Linked DNA regions of Mus musculus: regions 2 and 3 are each linked to region 1. The links are chromatin contacts, called in public Hi-C and targeted proximity ligation maps. All regions are on one chromosome and are shown on one strand. The core of a region is the stretch at or near the end of the contact, and the rest is flanking DNA. Distances in the headings are between cores, read along the strand shown. Region 1 holds the start of Prkg1 (protein kinase, cGMP-dependent, type I). Region 2 overlaps Prkg1 (protein kinase, cGMP-dependent, type I). Region 3 overlaps Prkg1 (protein kinase, cGMP-dependent, type I).

Region 1 (3,470 bases), core at 347-2,846:
GAAAATGTTGGCCATTTGAGGAAATAAATAGGCAACGTTTTTGTTGTTGTTGTTGTTGTTTAAGAGAGATTTGTGTCCTTGGCTAATTTGAGATTTCAGGCAGAAGTTTTGTATTGCAACTTAGTTTTAATGAATTTTCTATCTGTTTCGTTTAAGTGTTAAAGGGTGGGTAGATAGAATATGAGAATTATAACACGGAGTGTGAAAGAATAGCAAGTTTAAAGGTTCCCTTTCTTTCTTTCTTTCTTTTTAAGCTATAAGTTTGGACAAGCTGGTGAAGGTTTAGTTAACTATTAGGCACTTATGTAAGCATTAGGTAAATATTTTGGGTATTCTAAATAAGTGTTCCCAAGATGAGAGACCAATTCTTGGACTGAAAGAATGCCGCCTTCTTGCTAGCAGTTTAGCCCACACTGAGCAGTTGGTTCTGGCTGGTGAAGTGGTTGGGTTGAGAGCTAGTGTAGTGGGTGGGACAGTGCAATTACAGCTCCTGTAGTTTTCCCATCCTTTGTTGATCTTACCTCTTCCCCAAAGTTGGCAAAATTTTCTCATTAACTCCTGGGCTGTTAGGAAAGTAACGTTGAAAAGGTATGGTTCCCTTTCTGAAAGAATGTTTTGGAACTCCGCTGTGTTTTTTAAGCCCCCACCCACTTCACCAAATCCAGCAAATGGAAGAAGCCAGGCCTCTAGGGAACCATTCCGCAATTGATACTAGCACAAATGGGAGGGACCAGGGAGCTGCTGAGAGGCCTGCTCCGGCCCAAAATCCTTTGGGGTTTTGGCTTTTGCCCCTAGACGAATTCATTGATCTAAGTTTGGCAGGCAAGAATAGGGAAAATTAGGAGTGTGGAAAGGCTTGGGGGCGGAGGTCAGATACCCATCCTAACCTTCCTCAAAGGCACCTGGACGCCCGTGGAAATCCCTCCCAGGCACTGTAAGCTCTCACCTTTGGAGAGGCAAGTTTCTTTGCAAACCCTAGACACCTGTGTGAGGCGCTCCCCGTGGGAAAGGTGCTGTGGAGGACGCAAGCGCTCAGCCACACTGTTTTCCTCTGTGAGGCTGCGGTCACAATCCCTCCAGAAGTCAAAGCTGTTAGCACGCACAGTCTGCTCTGTCTCCCTTGGTCGCCAGGAACCTAGCCCCACATTCTGTAGCCCGGAGCCCGCTGACGCCTCCAGTTTGCTCCTGGTCCTCTCCCTCCCACCTCTCCACCTCCGAAGTAGCGCTCCAGCCTCGCTCCGCCCGCACAGCCCCAGCGCCCCCGAGCTTTATCAGGCTCCCCACACACATCGCTGGCTTCCTTTGGCACCCGGCGTTGGTGACCCGAGCCGAGCAGCCACCGCCTCCGAGCCCAGTCTCCCTCCTCCCGCCCGTGGGTCACTGCGCCTCCGGGCTTTGCTCCCCAAAGCGCCGCGGCTCCCACCGCCTTTCAGGTTCATCCTGGGCTGGACCTGTTTTGCTCATCCCTAAACCCGGAGAAGTGGAATCTGCACACTGAAACTCTCTGTGGCTGGAGCGGCGGACTGGGCATGCTCAGAAGCCAGGCTTGGCTTTGGTCTCAAGTCGAGGGAAGCTTTTGCACTCGCGAGGCAGCGGCGACTTTAGGGAAAGTTGATCCGAGAGGGGAGGAAGCCCCAAGACGCGGAGCAGCGGCAGGCAGGAGCCCCCGGCAGCCCGGAGGAGCATGGGCACCCTGCGGGATTTACAGTATGCGCTCCAGGAGAAGATCGAGGAGCTGAGGCAGCGGGATGCTCTCATCGATGAGCTGGAGCTGGAGTTGGATCAGAAGGACGAACTGATCCAGAAGCTGCAGAACGAACTGGACAAGTATCGCTCGGTGATCCGGCCGGCCACCCAGCAGGCGCAGAAGCAGAGCGCCAGCACCTTGCAGGGTGAACCGCGCACCAAGCGCCAGGCGATCTCCGCGGAGCCCACCGCCTTCGACATCCAGGATCTCAGCCACGTGACCCTGCCCTTCTACCCCAAGAGCCCACAGTAAGCAGGGTTACGCGCCCGGGTCCATGTGGCGCCCAGGCGGTGGGAAGCTGCGGGTCTCTGTATTGTCTGTCGGCCCCTGCCCCTCCCGCTTGCCATGTCTGTCCTCATCCTCAGAAATGTCTCATTTTCACGGCACTTCTTGAGGGGCTGTGCACGTTTCTCAGGGCCAGACTCCCTGCACATCCGTTGCCTTCGTGTCTTTGTCAGATGCCAAGGTATTTTTAAAATATACATACATATACGTTCATATATGCCACCTACTGTACATAGTTTGGACGCGCCCCAGGTGTGTGTCTGACCGTGTGTGTGAGTGGCTGTTGAACGGAGGAACCAGAATCCCCTTCTTCCCCAAAGCCCCAGCCAACCTGGCCAGCCGGAAAATCCTAACTGCAGGCTCATCAGACTGAAATGAAATGCGTTGATATTACCCTGACTTTCCAAGCTCTTGTGGCTCTCCTGGATTTTTCTACATGCCGCCGGCGCTTCATGCTGGTACCGTTCAAACCTGAGGTTCTGTCACCATCAAAGTGTAAAAGAATAAGAAAATATACATATAAAACAGAAGAATTTTTAAAATTTTCCTGAGTTGGATGACATTTACAATCCATAAATGGAAACCTAGTCTGTTGATTTTTTTTTTAAAAAACAATGTTTTCATAATATCCAAGAGAGAATATTACTTGTTTTTCCTAAAAGAATTTTCACATGGTTCCCAATGAACACTTTCATTTCCCCCCAGAGGGTTAATGTGTTTTCAGGGACAGTGTAGTCAAGCACATGCTATTTCCAGTGGGGACCAAGCTGTGTCTCACATTCAGGTCTCAAGCCACTGTGCTGCTAGCAGTTCTTGTGTGTTAGAGAGCAGTGTAGTTTTAGTGTCAGTAGGATTCATAACTTGGATGGGGACCCTGAATGAAACTTGTTACACAACACTCGAGCCCAGAGTCCATATGGAGAGTGAACAGCAGGGATGGGACAGCAACAGAACCAGAACACCATCTGAATGGCATTTTAATTAATAGTAATGACATAATTGGTAAAGCAGAGGATTCTGTTGTCCTGCTCTTAACTACATAACACGGCTGGATGACACATGTTACATAATAACAGAAGGTCCCTGGGAACCCTTTACTTCATAAACACAGGGGATTCATAAGAAGAGAAAGTAAATGCTTGGTTATTGCCATTTGTATTTCTTGGATGGAAGGGCTCAGAAGTACACATTACATACACTTTTGAGAACTTAAAAGTCAAATCTATACATGCTGGCCCTCCCTACCCCATGAGTCATTTACGGGCTTAGCTAAAGACGGAGTTTGGATTCTGTGGAGTAGGGGAGAGTTGATAAGGAGAAATATTTCTGAGATTTCGACCTGACCGTGTTACCATGATAGATGAGCTGATTTCAATTTGTCTTAGAAACCTGAGTGAACCGAATCCATTGGAGCTTTCTTTGGTAAATTAATTTGCAG
Region 2 (3,470 bases), core at 718-3,217, 480 kb after region 1:
TGCCAATCTATGATTAGAAATTAAGGTCTAAGTTTCTGTAACACTTAGTCCTTAAAGACTTTTATTTTTCTCATGTCATAGAAAATACCAATCAGACTAAATAAATAGAGCTTGCATTCCCTGCCACAGGATGATAAATGTATAAAAAGTTACAAATAATCACCCTTGATAAGAACACAGGAACATACTGGTTTCCTTTTGTTATCAGTGACAAAATGAACATATTTTTGTATGTGAGGTTTTGAAAAGATTCTAAATCAAATTACCTATAATTTTCTTTTTAGAAAGGCAGGTAGGAAAGTATGTGAGACAGAAACACAAATGAGTGTGTGAAGGAGCTATGCTCTTCCCTTGGGAACATTCCCCGTCACTATTCAGGCTATTGCAGCATGGTATTTTGTAGTTAGGATGCTAAATAGATATTCATTTCTTAAGGTGTCCTGTGAACTATCCAATCAACTGCTAAGAAGTTTTGCTTACCTGCCATGTAGCTATGTTCTTTTAGCTACTGCTGACTAGAGCTGAAGGGAAAGAAAAAAGAAATTTTGTTTTTACTGTAAATCAGCTACCATAGAAAAGGGTTCGGGTAACCTTGGGGAAATAAGCCAGGTCTCCACATGGAACAAAGAGAACAATGCAATGCTTTATTCTGTGGGGTTTGTAGTGCTGGGGACATTCACCAATCTGTCCATGTTCCCTCTCCTTTTCCCTTTGGACTCACATTTGTGTTCAAATGTCAAATATTGAAAGTTGTCATTCAGTACAGAGATTAAATAGTAAAATGGAAATAATGATTTTTCTTTTAGCATACAAAGAGAAAATTGTAGAATTAATGTTACCACCTTTATACTCAAGGAAACCATTTCCAATGAATGGGAATTTGAGGAACTCTGGTACGCTCTTGTATTGACCTGGAAACTGAATGAGACCAAGATGCTGAAGGGATAAGATGTGAGTCCTACTCAGTGTGGGAGAAGATGGATTGATTTTTCATAGGGCACTTACAAGCTATATTATTTGCTTCTTTGTTTGTTTGCTTGTTTTCTTCTGCTCCATGGTAATGGGACTAACACGGTTTTGAGTAATTTTGAAAAATTATTTCATCAGCAGAGGCTAGCACAACCATATCAAGGACGTCAGACTCGTCAGACAAGATTTTAGTTGGAGAACAAACAAACATGAATTAGCCACAAGCTTTCCTCTTGTCATTTTCATTTCTTAAAGGGGCAGGACTGAGGCTAGGGGACAGTACCCTCCCCCAGCCACCACTTCACTTGGGATAAAGGTGATGCACATAGAACTAGAATCAAAGCCTGTGACCTCTTTGTGTGCCATGTACCGCAGTGTCACAAGTCATATCAAGAGAACATGATATTTTCTTTTTGACTTTCGTATATTCCCCCCAAACATTTAGATTTTGAAAAGAATATTTTACTCCAAGGAAGGAAATTGTTTTGTCACCCAGGAAAGCGGTTCCTTTTTCTACTGAGACTTCTTTGCCAAAAACTAATTGCTTAGCATCAAAATTCTGTGCTTGTTTCGGGCATTAGTGAAATCAATTCTCTCCACTATAATACTGCTCAGCCATTGTGGCTGTCAGCACTCAGGGTGCAAAGCTAAAATCTGAAGCTGTGTCACCAGACACAAAGCACAGAAAGGTTGGCGTCGTGTATTAATTTTAGGGTTGATCTTGTACATTGTGTGCTCCCCAGTCATGGTGCTGCTTTCTGTTCTCCTGCTGTAGCCCAATATTTGGAACTGGGCGGGTGGGGTGGTCTTCCTCCTCGATAGACAGAGACAGACAATGGGAGACAGGAAAGGAAATGAGGTGCCTGTGTTTGTGGCATTCAAAGCATTGAACACTCCCCTGGTGCCAAATATTAGTTGAGATCAGGAGTCTGGAGGCATGCAGCTCCTAGTTTTTAAATGACTGGAAGTTAATGTGTGTACTGGATAATGCCTTTAAGACTCAAAATGGTAAGTGGTTGAGCAAAGGTAAACACAGATGGGGTGTTGTCAAAGCACACAGAAGGGAGAGTAGAAAAGAAAAAAAAAACCACTGTAGTTTTAAAAATCCTAACTGTATTTTTAAAAAAATAGATAGTACGTATAAGAAAAAGCACTATGTGTGGAAATCTTTCATCTTATTTAAATTTCAAGAAAAGATGCTCACACACACACACAATATATATATATATATATATATATACATACATATATATATATATATATATATACATATATATATATATATATATATATGTATATATATATATATATATATACACTGTCATGTCAAATGTAAAACTTGTGAGTGGCAAGTTTGTCCCTGTGTGTGGAATTATGCTGCTTATATCAATGGTCACCTTATAAATATGAGTAAGATATTCTAGGTCAGTTTTTTTTTTCAATCAATAAAATGAAATAGTTTAAAGTAAGTAGCTATGCTGGCTAGTGTCATCAATTTGACACAACTAGAGTCCTCTGGAAAGAAGAAACCTTGATGAAGGGATCGCCTCCATCAGATTGGCCTGTTGGCATGTCCATGAGACATTTTCTTGATAAATGGTTGATGTGCAAAAGCCCAGACAGCCTATTGTGGGCAGTGCCACCCCTTGATTGGTGGGCCTGGGTTGTATAAGAAAGGCTTTTACCTTACTCCCCGCACTGGGAGGAAGAAGCAATCAAATCTCTATGACTGTAAGGACAGTCAGGTCTGTATAGTGAGTTCCAGGTCAGCCAGCATTACATAGTGAGACCCTGTCTCAAAACAAAAAAACAAATAACAAAAATAAAACAAACAACAATCTAAAAGCAACAGAATGTCCAAGCCACGAAGAACAAGGCAGTGAGCAATATTCCCCGTGGTCTCTGCTTCAGTTCCTGCCAACAGGTTCCTGCCTTGAGTGCCTGTCCTATCCTTCCTTCCCTTGGTGAAGCAGTATCACCTGTAAGCCAAATAAACCCTCTCCCTCCTAAGTTGATTTTAGTCATGGTGTTTATCGCAGCAACAGAGAATCAAAGTATGACAGTAACACACTGAAAGATTAGATCTTTGATTGTGAATTCTCATTCACCCCCACCCTAGGCAGTGGCTGGTTGAACACTTTGTTTGAAATGGGAGGAGCTGGGGAAAAAAATGAGCTTCCTCGGCTCTGCAGAAACTGTGCAGTCTAATTAAAGAGATGAGGTTGCTACATGTATATAGGAATATGTCTCCATGTATTACTCATGAAGGCCATCAAGCACAGCTACAAAACAGTGAAAAAAAAACGTGAGAAGTCTTTCATTCACATTTGAGTATCATTTAGAAGCACACTTGCATCTAAAAACAGACTGCTTTTCAATTAGGATAAAAAAAAAAAGAAAGATGTCTAGAAATTTTTGTTCATGATAAACAGATCTGATTTCATAACCAAAAGGACGACTAATTAAATATACCAAGGAAATCATATTAGATTAGATTGCAT
Region 3 (3,470 bases), core at 251-2,750, 300 kb after region 1:
AACATTCAACATGAGAGATGCTGTGACAAATGAAAACACCAGTGGGCTAAACAGAAACAGAACTTACAGGGGTTATCTCTGGCTTATTTAACTGATTTTCATAAAACGTAACTGTAAGAACCAGCAGCCAACCTAGGAGGCAGGCTTGAAACTTTACAAAACTATCACACCAAGATAGTCCTTCCATTTGCTGACATGGTTGGTTTGGTTTTGGTTTGGGAACTTTCCTACCTGTGGTCATTGGATGAATTTGGTACTAGTTTTGGGGACCAGGTCTATAGAGTTCTGCATCCTCTGTTTCCTCCCTTCAGGTGCTACACTGCACACAGAGCTAGAAGAATAAATCAGAGTCTGTAATGGGTAGGATCTGCAGGATGCCAGTCAAACTGAGAGTGAGTGTGTGGGGATGGGGTGTCCCCCCAAAGATTTTAGCGTTACAGCTCTTTTAGATGATACTCAGTGACACAGCTCTCTTAGAAGACCTTTAGTGAAACAGCTGGTGCACCTATACTTTATTCAGAGCGACCAAGGGCTACGTACAAACTGTGGAGAGTGGGCAGGGGTTTTCAGAGTGAAAGGCTGGAGTATAAAGTACTGTGAATGCCTCATTTGTATGGAGAGGCATTCCTGGAATCCCATGTACTTGCTGGTTGAGTTCTTATCAGAACGAGGAAGTTGAACTTGTAGATTTGCAGAGGGCTCCAAACCTTCCTCAGGTGGTGGGGTTTGGGCTCCTGAGACAAGGTTAGAGAAGGGAAAACCCTGCTGAAAAAAAAAAAAACATAATCCTCTATTTTGCTCTGCGCTCAGAAGAGCTATCAGGACATGGGAGACTTCAACCTTAAGTAGCAAGATGGAACATATGAACAACTCATTTAATATCCTTTGTCCTGGCTCCCACAGAGGTTGCTTATATTTTAGCTTAATAGTTTAGATTTCAGGCCTGGCCAGGATGTCTGGGGTCATCATGTACAGACAATGTGTTTGGGGGTGTGTTTTGTATATCCCTTTTTTAAAGTCAAATTTGCTTTTAACAGCATGCAACTAGGAAGCCTTGTGGGGTTGTTACAGCAATGCTCACCCTCTCCGGCCGTGGCTCAGGACACTTCATTAAACAAGTAAGGTTCCTTCTTCCCTCCTGCCTAGAGGCTGTTGCCTTGGCCTTTGGCTCGCTGGAGATCTAGAAGGAACAGTTACGTTTTCACAAACTTCTGTTTGTATTCATGTTTTCGAACTTGATTTTTTTTCTCTCTCTCTCTGACTTTGACTACTTTCTGGGGGCTAATTTTGACCATCTTGAAAACAGGGAACAATCTCAGGAAATTGTTTTCTTTCTTGTTTTTAAATATTGATTGGACTCAGGAAGAGGGAGTATAATTAAACTCACAGCAGTAATCAAGCCCCCTTTCATAAGAAGCCTTTTATCCTTCCACCTAGCCTGAGACTGCCTCCCCTTGTTTCTTGGGGCTAAGTGGCAGGGAGCCACTTGGCTCAGCCAGCTGTACCTTGGCAGGGCTTGCCATGAATCAGATGTCCTTTTCCTCCTCGAAGGCAGAATGTGTCTCTTACTCGAGCTGGCCTCACATTTCAATTTGCAAATAAGTGTTTGGTTTCTGTGCCCTTCTTTTTGCTATAGTTGACACATCAATCGAAATGATAGTCCCTGAACCTATACTACTGAGCTTTACAGGGTCACCCTCTCACCTTGAACTTGAGGGTCTCTCTTGTCCGTGGTGTACCTTTTAAAGTAAAATATTCATCTATAGATCAGTAAATGGGTTGGAAAAAGCGCTCCATAAAGAAACCAGAGAGTGAAGGCATCAGGCTTCCTGTCTAACAGTGAGGCAAAGGATAACCATGGCATGGATTCAGACTTTAGGACCTAACTGGGTCATCCATTGCCCTACAGGTACAGGTAATGGTTAATTGTATGTGTCACCTTGACAACACTGTAGGGTACAAGATGTTTAGGTGCCCATGAGGGTACTGGGGATGAGGTTAACATTTAAATCAATAAATTGAGACTTAACTACCTAACAGAGTAACCTCATCTGATCAGTGGAGACATAAATCAGACAATTGATTGATCTTCCTGTAAGTCTGATAGCCATAGGACATTGGACTTTCAATACTTTCCAACTAGAGCTGAAACAGTAGATTTTCTTAGTTCCCTGGGCAACAGCTAACTGAGTACAGCAAGTTTTAGGCCTTTGGACTCTGACTGCAGTTAATCCCTCTGTGTTCCTTGGTCCCAGCATACCAGCTACAGACATTGGGATAAGTAGACTTCTGTAATTAATTTCTTAAAATAAATCCTTTAATGTATTGTTTAATATGTAAGTACATTACATATGCTATATAGAAAACTTGTTGGTTTTATTTCTCCAAAGAATGCCAAGTTATATAGAATATTGTTTAACATTTGGAAATTCACTGTGGTTTAAGTACTTAACTCTATGGCATTCAACAGTAAAAAATAAAGAATGAATGGACATCTGCAACAGGTAGAAGTTTATAGGGAATACTTAATATTGGAGAAATTTAAAACATCTGAGCCCCTTTATTTATATTTTGTGTAATCTCTCCTGTGATGGTTTGCATATGCTTGGCCCAGGGAGTGGCACTATTAGCATATGTGGCCCTGTTGGAGTAGATGTGTCACTGTGGGTGTGGGCTTTAAACCCTCTTCCTAGCTGCCTGAAAGCCAGACTTCTAGCAGCTTTCAGATGAAGATATAGAACTCTAAGCTCTGCCTGCATCTCATTTGCCTGGACACTGCCATGCTCCTACCTTGAAGATAATAGACTGAACCTCTGAACCTGTAAGCCATCCCCAATTAAATGTTGTCCTTTATAAGACTTGCATTGGTCATGGTGTCTGCTCATAGCAGTAAAACCCTAACTAAGACATCTTCCTTATACATATTAATGGCAGATGGAATCCCATGTCTTCATTTTGAAAGGGGAAAAAATATCTTGTAAATTCTCATTACCACTGTCCATAAGAAGCAGGCAATACACTGTAATCTCTGTGTGTGAAGAATCAGAATTTGAAGTACAGAGTTTGTGACACAAACAAGTAGGGTCCATGTGGTTTCCTTTGGTGATAGGTCAAGTGAGAGTACTCCCTAGTTTGTAAGGGCAGCAATGGTAACTGTAGGGCAACTCATATCTAATTTTAGTGGTGCTGGCTACTGGTAGGAGGGTAAGAGTGTGGAATACTGCCTGCCGGGCACAGAGGAATCCTCTTTCTACAGAGCCTGTGGTAGAATTTGGGCTGTAAAGCTATAAGGTGATTCCTGACTGCCTTTATTCTCCAGATTTTCCAAATCTGATCCTCTGATTCTCTCGCCTTCATTGTAAATATGCTACTTTATAAATTTACTTTTTATTATATTAGCCAGTTATTGTTGTTGTTAATATATAAGAATAAAAATTGATTCATTTTTCCTGGCTTTTCTTTAGGTGTGT

What was found. A called contact is a pair of places that touch in the nucleus more often than the background predicts.
Region 2: a contact with region 1 is called in a Hi-C map of cortical neurons, with 3 times the contacts expected there. A contact is called at or near these places in 2 of 484 Hi-C or Micro-C datasets (both in cortical neurons), 2 of 130 datasets of targeted methods (astrocytes and forebrain) and 1 of 9 other capture datasets (embryonic stem cells).
Region 3: a targeted proximity ligation map of forebrain shows a contact between it and region 1, with 5 times the contacts expected there. A contact is called at or near these places in 2 of 484 Hi-C or Micro-C datasets (group 2 innate lymphoid cells and neural stem cells), 6 of 130 datasets of targeted methods (the NIH/3T3 cell line, embryonic forebrain, embryonic limb bud and 3 more) and 1 of 9 other capture datasets (embryonic stem cells).

The regions. Positions count from the first base shown.
Region 1 is chr19:31,662,496-31,665,965 of GRCm38.p6, reverse strand. It overlaps Prkg1 (protein kinase, cGMP-dependent, type I), which reads left to right and starts at 1,596. Exons shown (of 18, transcript NM_011160.3): 1 at 1,596-1,995. The coding sequence starts at 1,685.
Region 2 is chr19:31,187,183-31,190,652 of GRCm38.p6, reverse strand. The region is part of intron 3 of Prkg1 (protein kinase, cGMP-dependent, type I); the gene reads left to right. Among named protein-coding and RNA genes, the nearest start is that of 8430431K14Rik, 27 kb to the left of the region's middle.
Region 3 is chr19:31,359,376-31,362,845 of GRCm38.p6, reverse strand. All of the region lies in intron 2 of Prkg1 (protein kinase, cGMP-dependent, type I), which reads left to right. Among named protein-coding and RNA genes, the nearest start is that of 8430431K14Rik, 140 kb to the right of the region's middle.